Regions from separate parts of the Mus musculus genome. Here region 2 is linked to region 1. A link is a contact called in public promoter capture Hi-C data. All regions are on one chromosome and are shown on one strand. The core of a region is the stretch at or near the end of the contact, and the rest is flanking DNA. Distances in the headings are between cores, read along the strand shown.

Evidence for each region. Promoter capture Hi-C pulls out the DNA fragments that hold promoters and counts their contacts.
Region 2: a promoter capture Hi-C map of hippocampal neurons shows a contact between it and region 1, with 4 times the contacts expected there. The contact joins two enhancer-like sites. A contact is called at or near these places in 11 of 39 promoter capture datasets (the 3T3-L1 cell line, cranial neural crest, embryonic stem cells and 7 more) and 7 of 484 Hi-C or Micro-C datasets (the N1E-115 cell line, cumulus cells, embryonic stem cells and 4 more).

What each region holds. Positions count from the first base shown.
Region 1 is chr19:58,901,085-58,906,368 of GRCm38.p6, reverse strand. It overlaps a transcript of Hspa12a not described here. Among named protein-coding and RNA genes, the nearest start is that of Mir3086, 8.0 kb to the left of the region's middle. Within about 2 kb of position 2,173, at least 22 of the 459 cell types and tissues checked have an H3K27ac peak or open chromatin away from gene starts, as enhancers often do. A contact at or near this core is called in the N1E-115 cell line and hippocampal neurons, where this site is marked.
Region 2 is chr19:58,976,833-58,981,637 of GRCm38.p6, reverse strand. The region is part of intron 16 of Shtn1 (shootin 1); the gene reads left to right. Among named protein-coding and RNA genes, the nearest start is that of Eno4, 36 kb to the right of the region's middle. Within about 2 kb of position 1,762, at least 104 of the 459 cell types and tissues checked have an H3K27ac peak or open chromatin away from gene starts, as enhancers often do. A contact at or near this core is called in the N1E-115 cell line and hippocampal neurons, where this site is marked.

The sequences.
Region 1 (5,284 bases), core at 924-3,423:
GACAAAACAGCAATAGCAGGGATAGTGTTGTGAGAGAGACACATGCATGTGGAGAGTTTGTTAAGCCTGACCAAGAGTGTGGAAAATGGAGCACAGCCACTGCCCGCCTCCCCAGCCAGAGTCAGAGCCTGGGCACTTCAGAAACGCAGTGGGGCAACTCCTCCCCTCCCATCGGCCACGTGATGGTGGTCACTACCGTGGATAGTGTGGACAAGGGACCAGGGACGTGCCTCAGGGTCAGAGGGCTTGCTCCACACACTCTGGGTCTCACCCCCAAAGAACTGATGGGGCAGTTTCCTCTGTGAGTTCTACTTAGATATAGAGACGGATCTACAGTGCCTGAGATCCAAGGGGGCTATGAAGGTTTGGGTGTGGAACACTGCTCCTGGGTTCATGCCGAGCAGTCTCATGTCCCCAGATGGTGGGACTGTCTCTGGAGGGTGAACATGCTGGAGGTGGGGCCTCACTGGAGGAAGTGAGTCGATAGGGAGCAGGCCTCTGAAACGCTCTGTCTGGCTCTGTTTTCTGTCACATTCTCTCTGTCCTCTTCCTGGAACCCTCTGCAGCTAGGAGCCCAACTAAGTCTTTCTTCCTGTCCGTCGTTCCTGTATTCTATGACAGAAAAGCAGCCAATGCAGTAGCTGTGGCAGCTTTGTTCTTAATAGAGGAACACCTGAGCCTTCATCAACAGAGGCTAATTACATAAGTCACAGTGCAGGTGTGTGTGTGTGAGTGAGTGAGAGAGAGAGAGAGAGAGAGAGAGAGAGAGAGAGAGAGAGAGAGAGAGAAAGAGAATATATAGGGGTGAATACTCTCCCATACTCTCCCATTCCTGATTCCTAGGAGTGGCAGGAGTGTTCTTGAAGAAACATTTTTTTTCCTTCAGGAACATGTGTGTGTGTGTGTGTGTGTGTGTGTTTCTTTATATATAATATAAAGATAAGACATATGAAACATGAATTTTGTACTTTAAAGCAGGGCAATCTGTATGTACAATGTAGTGAGCCTTTGCTTTGCTATGTGACCCTCCCTGCATATTGGTGTGTTTGTGACTGGAATAATGGGTGCATAGTATTCCACCAGGCAAACACCACATGTCACACCTAACCAGAGTTCCCCTTCTTGTGTTCTGTATCAAGATCACAAACCCACTTTTATATGTCTGCTCCTCAACAATTTAAGTAATTGACGGGTACCCCACCATACCAATTCCATGCGTGCTGGCCTTAGCAGGAAGGTTGTCTCATACCACGATTGGTGTGCACAGAGTTAACTTTTATAATCAAAACAAGTGGACATGGTGGCATATTTGTAATTCCACCCCCCACAGGAGGCTGAGGTAGGAGAATTTTAGTTCAGGGCTACAGAGTGAGTTCAAAGCTAGCTTAAGTCACTTAATGAGACTCTATCAAAATTATTTAAAAAGTAAGGGTGTAGCTCAGTAGTGGAGGACTTGTGTGAGGCCCTGGGTTTGATCCCTAGCACCACAAACCAAAAAGCAAAAAGCAACAGCAAAATTTGGACGTGGTGTACACCCTTAATCCAAGACTCAGTAAGAGGAGGCAGGTGTGTCTCTGAATTTGAGGCCAGCCTGGTCTTTATGAGTTCCAGCACAACCAAGGGTACATAAAGAAACCCTGCCCCCCTCCGCCCCTCCCAAAACAGAAAAGGGCAGCAAAATAATTCCAGAATGTTAAAAATGATGACATACTGTGTGTTTATTGTGCAGATGTCTGACCACAGCATATTATTGAAACAGAAAACAAGGATAAAAAACAAAATTGAGGCGACAAGACTTTGGTAGCCCTATTTCTGTGTGTTTTCACATATCTTTGAGCACAGGGATTCACAGAATCTGGAGAGATGCTCACCAGCTTCTAATAGGCTTTTCCATGTAATATCCCTTTCGTCCTTTTTAGCACTATAACGTTTTAAGTATTGTGGAGGGAAAACTGTTTGACCCTGGGGGAGATTTACTTGGGAGAAAGATCACAAATTACAGTCCAGGGACAAACTTTTGCATTGGGGTCTGCCCTCTTTTACAGGACGCTTCTTTTCACTTAAGGATTAAATTGTATTCAGTTTCAAATCGCCGCTATTACTGTGTGGAGCTGTATGCAGTTACCAGATGCACCACAAGAGGGCGGTGTTGGAAGGACATTGCGAGCCCGCTGCCTCTAAATCAGGGACTCGAATTTTGCAGGGGAACCTTGATTGCCTAGCCTCCTCAGGACGTATCCTCCAGCTTCCAGTTTGCACCACGGCACAGCTGTTTATCTTACTGTTTCTTCCTATCCCGTTGGAATGTTCCTTAGTATGTTTGTACTTCATCAGCGGCACAGCAGAAGGATTTGGCTGCAGCCTCTGCCCCTCCTACTTCCTGCTCCAGCCCCAGCAGCCCAGTGTCTTTGGCTTAGAGACTTGCAGCTCCAGGGCCCTAACAGGGAACAATGAGTGTCCTGCTCCCCTCCCTGTCCCATCTACTGAACTATACGACCCTCCCCTTCATCTCCCTATTTTAATATATTGTGCCATGCAGCTCTCTGCCTCCCTGTTCCTTCTTCCCTTCCCTCCTAGTCCCACCCTTCCACACCTTTCTCCCATTCCCCCCCTTCTCCCCTGGGTACCACCCGACCCTGAGAAATCTAATCACAAGTGGACTAAGCCCATCCTCTCTCACTGAGGTCTAACAAGGCAGCTAGGGGAAGGGGACCAAAGATAGGCAACAGAGTCAGAGACAGCCACTGCTACAATTGTGAGGGGACCCACATGAAGACCAAACCTCACCTCGGCTACATATGTGTAGGGGGCCTAAGTCCAGCCCATGCATACTCTTTGGTTGGTGGCTCGGTCTCTGTGAGCCCCCATGGTCCCAGGCTCTGTAGGTATTCTCGTGGTGTCCTTGACCACTCTGGGTCCCAATCCTTCCCTCCACTCCTCCACAAGATTCCTGGAGCTTTGCCTGATGTTTAGCTGTGGGACTCCGCCTTTTTTTGGGTGAGCTGCTGGGCGGAACCTCTGAGGACAGTTACACTAGGCTCCTGTCTGCAAGCATAACAGTATCATTAATGTGTCAGGGGTTGGCTCTCTCCCATGGGATGGGTCTCAAGTTGGGCCAGTCATTGGTTGGCCATTCCCCCAATCTCAGCTCCATCTGTATTCCTGCACATCTGTAGTCAGGACAGATTTTGGGTGGAAGGTTGTGTGTGTGGCTTGTTGCCCCCCTCCTTCCACTGGAAGTCCTGCCTGGCTACATGAGGTGACCACTTCACTCCCCATATTCCCTGCTGCGAGGAGTCTCAGCTAGGGTCACCCCCACATCCTCCCAGGAGCTTCCCCATCCTGGGTCTAAGGCACTTCCCAGAGATGCTCCCCCACCACTGATTTCCCTTCTCACTCCCAACCCTTTCACCCCCAACCCCTGTTATCCCCATATCTGATCCTCACCCCCAGTCCCCTCCTTACCCCGTCTCCCACCAGGTCCCTCTCTCCATCCACACCCAGTGTCTTTTTTATTTCCCCTCTGAGTGAGATTCAAGTACCCTCCCTTGAGCTCTCCTGTTTGCTTAGCTTCTTTGGGTCTCTGAATTGTACCAAGGTTATCCTGTATTTTCTGGCTGATATCCACTTATAAGTGAGTACATACCATGGATGTCTTCCTGGGTCTGGGTTATCTCATTCAGGATGATATTTTCTAGTTCAATCATTTGCCTGCAAATTTTATGATTTCCTGGTTTTTAATAGCTGGGTAGTATTCCATTGTGTAAATGTACCATGTTTTCTTTATTCATTCTTCCATTGAGGGGCATCTGAGGTGTTTCATAAAACTGCTATGAACATAGTTGAGCAAGTGTCCTTGTGGGATGGTGGGGCATCTTTTGGGTACATGCTCTGTAATGGTATTGCTGGATCTTGAAGTAGAACTGTTTCCCAATTTTCTGAGCAACCACCAGACTGATTTCCAGAGTGGTGGTACCAGCTTGCACTCGCACCAGCAATGGAGGAGTGTTCCCCTTTCTCCACATCCTCGCCAGTGTGTGCCAACTTGAGTGTTTGATCTTAGCTATTCTGACGGGTGTAAGGTAGAAGCTCAGAGTTGTTTTGATTTGCATTTCCCTGATAACTAAGGACTTTGAACATTTCTTTAAGTGCTTCTTGGCCATTCTAGATACCTTTGTTGAGAATTCTCTGTTTAGTTCTATCCCATTTTTAAATTGCATTATTTGGGTTGTTGGTATCTAATTTCTGAACAGAGCACCAACAGCTCATGTCACTAAGATCAACAATTAATAGACGGGACCTCTTGAGACTGAAAAGCTTCTGTAAGGCAAAGGGCACTGTCAATAGGACAAAACGGCAGCCTACAGATTGGGAAAAGGACTTCATCAACCCCACATCTGACAGAGGGCTAATATCCAAAGTATATAAAGAACTCAAGAAGTTAGGCACCAACAAACCTTTTAAGCTTTTAGATAAGCTGTTCATATTCACAACAAATAGGAAGATAATAAAAGGGAGGTGTGTGTGAAAACCACTTTGTGTCCCCCCACTTCATTCTCTCCCAATGAGATGAATTTTAGTGATGTGCTAGAACCTTCCACCTAAGTCTGCAGAGCTGAATGTGTGGAGGGGGTGAGGGAGGTTGAGTACACATACTCCTGAGGGGGAGGAGGGAGGGAGAACAAGGGAAAGGAGGAGGAGGAGGGAGAGGGAGAATGTGAAAGTCCATTGAGTGTGAGATATGGAAAGAAAATGAGAAAATGTGAGCGAGTGAGTGTGTGACATGGTGTATGAGTCTGTGCGTGACTGGAGAGAGCTATGAGTATATCTGTATGAGCTGTGAGTGTGCACATGAGTGCATCTGCATGAGCTGTGAGTGTGCACATGAGTGCATCTGTATGAGCTGTGTGTGAGTGTGCACATGAGTGCATCTGCATGAGCTGTGAGTGTGCACATGAGTGCATCTGTATGAGCTGTGTGTGAGTGTGCACATGAGTGCATCTCTATGAGCCATGTGTGAGTGTGCACATGAGTGCATCTGTATGAGCTGTGAGTGTGCACATGAGTACATCTGTATGAGCTGTGAGTGTGCACATGAGTGCATCTGTATGAGCTGTGAATGTGCACATGAGTGCATCTGTATGAACTGTGTGTGAGTGTGCAAACGAGTGCATCTGTATGAGCAGCTGTGTGTGAGTGTACACAAGAGTATAAGTTTGGGTGTATGAATAAATGTGTTAGTGTGACAGTGTTTACCTGTGTGAGTTCATGAATTCAGAGGAGT
Region 2 (4,805 bases), core at 513-3,012, 76 kb before region 1:
GATGCTCTGGAAGCCGAGATCCCCTCACTTGGTCTTTTCTTCTCCCCCCTCCCCACCCCCAGGAGTTATCCTGTGGACTGCCGGAAAACTCAGCAGTCAGTATTGTCTCTGCGTTCAGAGGGGCTGTACAGACAGCAACTTCTTCCAGATTAATTGTTCAGGATGTATTACACCTAGTGAAAAAAAAATGACTGGTAAAATACCATTGAGTAAATCTCAAAATTACTGTTAAAGGGCTACCAAGTAATTCTCCATTCTCTTGAAGAATTAATTGCCCCTTAATGTTTGCTTTCAGTTACAAGGGCTCAGATTTTATAGGACTTTGTCTAAAATGTATCATTTCTTGCAAATTGCCTTTGGTACTTTGTAGGGGTTTTTGTTGTTGTTGTTAAAAAAAAAAACATTTCTTAACAGTATTTATGTTTCCTTTTATTTGTGTTTCATGAGGTAGAGTGAAGTTTTGTTTTGTTTTAATGGAAAGGAAAGTAACTTCCAAGACTGGAAAAGCATTTTCAGACCCTGAGATTAAACCAACCAGACTTCTTAAACCAGATAAAACACATTTCACTTGAAAGATACTTTATCATGTCATGGAAGTATACAAAAGGTGATAGGCTGAATTCCTGTGACTCCTATCTTAAAAGTTTGATGTATAAAATATAGTAAATGGAAAGGAAAACTTAAAATAGATATCTATGAAAATGCACACTGTGCATAGCTGACTTTAAAGGAACCAATGTTTCCTCTGGAGACTTCTGTGGGAGGCTGCATGTCTTTTAACATATTTCTTGTAAATGACACACAGTTTTTAAATACCTGGGATCTAAATGAATTTTCATAGAGACTAAAATCTATCCAAAATTGTGTGTGTGTGTGTGTGTGTGTGTGTGTGTGTGTGTAAAAACAGCCCAGAAGCCAAAAAGAAAGTGTCATGAGTGTTTTGTAGTGAGTTTATGTGTTCCCTACATGGCTTTACCAGTGAAGGCTCTTCATGATCAGAATCTAATAAATTGTCTTTGGTCTAGCTGGCACAGTAGAAGAAACAAGCTGGTATAGCCTTGAAGGGACCACCAGGGTCTATGATGTAAACGGCATGGCAGCTAAAAAACTAAAGGAAATTTTGCTGAATGTGAGCCCAGGGTCTTTCCTCAGCTATTGTTACCTGTGACAAAAGGGACTCTGGCTAATCCGGACGTATGGAATACTTTCTGTACTTTAAGCCTGTCTTCCCACAAATAAAAGCAGAGTCAGACTGATGGACCGGTACAGAGCTTTGGATAAAATACAGTTTTTAAAAAGTACACAAAGTCAAAGCTCCGTTCTACCTCCAGTCCCACAAGGATGAGGCTTGATAGTGATTAGAAATTCTCAGCTTATGTTTGGGATGTAATATTTTCGAAGTTTTAGACTGGCGCATGAAAAGCTCTGAAAAAAAAAAATCAAGAGTTTCTGAAAGAAACAATGAACATCAGCTTTAGTAAGGCCAGCTCCCTTCACCACTCTGCTCGCTGCAGGGACTGGAGGGGGAAGCAAGACTCATTTATACACTAGGGAAATAGAAACTGACTTCCTCTTTGGAGTTTTCCCAGAAAACTACTTTATAAAGACAAATTTAAATCTTTCCATTTTCCATCCTTGAAGGTGGCAAATATGATTGTGGTTTTATCCGTTTTTTATTGTAAATGAAACAGAGTTCAGACCGGCCACTGCACGTCATTTGTTGGATGGCTGCCACAGACTAATGCAGACGTCCCACTGGGAGACCAGAGAAGCGCTACACCGTGATTCACCAGATTGTGTTAAATAGTCCAGCTGTTGCGATTTGAAAGATAGTTACCTCAGAAGTGAAATAGAAATGAACTTGGCATTTATGCCTCAAACCGTTTTTATACTGTTTGGCAATCAGCTTTTCAGAGGTAGCATTTTATAAAATAACTCTCACCGCTTAAAGGTTTCATTCTCTGTAATGCTCAAAATGTCCCACCTTTATATTATCAGTAAAATTAAGCTTGAGCGATATTCAGAATTTGCATGAAATAAGCATTCCCCCCTTCATTTCCTGAGCTTTGATTGTATTCAATTGAGCTCAGAACCGTGTCGATTAGGGGCTCTTTGGGGCATTAGTTAATTTGAATTGCAGCCGAAATGTTAGCTAGAATGTTGTTGAATATAATTGAGATGTGGAAAGTTGATTTTGAAAGGAATTTCATTGAATGCAAACAATGATGGTTTTTTTTTTGGGGGGGGGCAAGCACACAGAATGCTTTGCCTCTGTCCCCTGTGACACAGTCTGAGAAACAACGAATCCCTTTACCAAGTGCAGCTTTGCTGAAACTGCAACACTTCTGATTCTTCTTACACCTGTGTGATTTGGAGGCAGGTCAGGTCTTTCTTTGCCAGCCAGAGCCCTTTGTTCTGGCTCTCCTACAGTTGGGGGACAGTAGCTGTCAGCTGTAATAGAGTTGCAGTTTGAGATCTTGAATTCCAGTTTTTAATTGGCTTGCTTTCGGGGGTGGGGGAGGGAGTGTCTTGAAACAACTGCTGAGCACATGATCCAGAATGACTCATGAAGAAGGTCTGTTATAGCAGATCATGGATAACTAACTACACGATTCTGCAGTCTGGGCCCCCCCCAGACTTCTGATGCAGGTTCTGTGCTGGTAAATGACAGATCATTTCACTTTGGCCGCCTGGGGTTTACATATGACAGGGAGGGTCCGACCGACTCATGCAGCCTTCCTCTCTCTCTGTGACTCAGCAGTTCTGCTCTACAGGGAGGGTCCGACCGACTCATGTAGCCTTCCTCTCTCTCTGTGACTCAGCAGTTCTGCTCTACAGATCCTGCTGCATCGGGAGAAGGGCTGCCGTGGCTCTTTTACAAGTATCAACTTTAATTGCTTATTAGTAGTAACTGTCCTTAGATGCTGCATTGAAGGAGGAGGTGGACGGAGCCACCGTGGACCAGGCCCCTATGGTAGTACTGCTTGAGCCTTTGTTGGGTTCAAACCTCTAGACCCACATGGCTTCCTTGAATAGTAGCCTAGGTTCTCAGTACTGCCCCTGAAGGACATGGGATTGGGAATGTATTAGTTGCCTTTTCTGTTGCTATGATAAAAATACTTTAACAAAGGCATCTTAAGGTGGAGAGGGTTAATTTGTGCTGATAGTGTGACAGTGCATTAGTCCACTGTGACAGGGAAAACCTGATAGCTAAAGGTCAAGGCAGCCATGCACATTGCATCCATACTCAGGAATCAGAGGACAGTGAATGCTACAAGTCAGCTCTTTCTAATATTCAGTCCAGGATACAAGCCTAGGGAATGGTGCTGCCCACATTCAGGGTGGGCCTTCCCTCATTAACTTAGTCTAAATAATTGCTCCACAGGCATACTCTGAGGCTTGTCTCCTGGCAACTTTACCATCAGTGGCATCATGGGGATAGAGATGGAATGTTCTAAGAAGGCTTCAGGCTCTAAAAGGAGCTTTGAGAAGGTCCCCGGGAGACCTAGGAAAGGACCTAGTGATATCAAACCAGGAAGCTTGAGCATTGAGCATTGTCCTCTGAAAGACAGCATTGATCTGAAAGTTGCAGATAGAAACAATGGAAATAAACTAGTAGAAATGTCCACAGATTACGCTGTGGCACCTGTGCTATATTTGGAAAATAGCTCAATCCTAAAGAGAAGACAGCTCAGACTCCTGCACTGGCTCTGCCACTCAGGAGCAGCGTACTCTTAGGCCAGGCTGTCCCCCTCTGCACACAGAACTGCCCCCATCTACAAAAGGGCAGTTTGGATAGATGGCCGCTCTTACTCTCTTCTGTCTTGCCCTGGGGTTCCAAGGGAGTGCCCCCCTGCCTAGTCTCCACCGTGCCTAGTTCAGTGGAGGAAACTGTGAGATCCTGGAGCTAGCCTGCCAGCAACTTCTCAGGTTAGCCTGCCAGACGAGTGTGGCTTGCTTGAGGAGAGATAGACAGTCCAAGGTTTTTAAGTTTTCAGATCAATCAGCCTGTGTGTTGCTGCCATAGGATGCTGAGAGCAGTTCCTGGAGAGTTCTAATTCCCAGCTGATGAAGACAGCTTTTGCTAGGAGATGTTAACCACCCTTCGCCTGCAGACACACGGGGCCATGAAAACGCCCACAGTAGCCCAAGGGAGCAACAGAGGTTGGTATGGACCGATGGCAGTTGCTCACTCCAAACGGCAGAGTGAGATCCATCGCTTTGCATGCTTCCAACATGCTGGTGGGTGACAGCAGCGGGCGCACAAGCAAGCTGGTGACCCGACCCTGAGCCAAGCTGCAGCTTCACTTCCTGGGACACCCCATATGCTTTGTTTCCAGGTTCTCGTTGGCCACAAGAGAGATGTATGAGGCAGGCGTGAGATGATGATGTTTTAATAATGTTTTCTTTGAACCCTGAGGAAGTTCATGTGTAGCTTATCTGGGATAGCGTATGAAGGGCACGATGTGCTGACCCACTTGAGGGGCATGTGCCAGCGGCTGGCCTGTGGATCAGTCCTGCGGTTCCTCCCAGCTTTTCCTCCAGCTTGCCCGCTTCCCAGCCCGCTTCCCAGCTCAGATGCATGTGCAGGTTCCGCGTGAGAGGGCTCAGCTTGTCCTGTGGGGTCGGTACATCAGCCTGATGGGCCTTTCTCACAGAAAGATGCATCTCTAGTTTGTCCTCAGTCTCTGCCCGTTTGCAGCCAGCTTGCCTTTGAGCTGCCGGAATGCCTAGCTTCTTGCATAGAGATGGCCGACTCGCACAGTGCCCTCCGTTGCCCAGAGTCTAAGGTGGCTCTGCTTTTC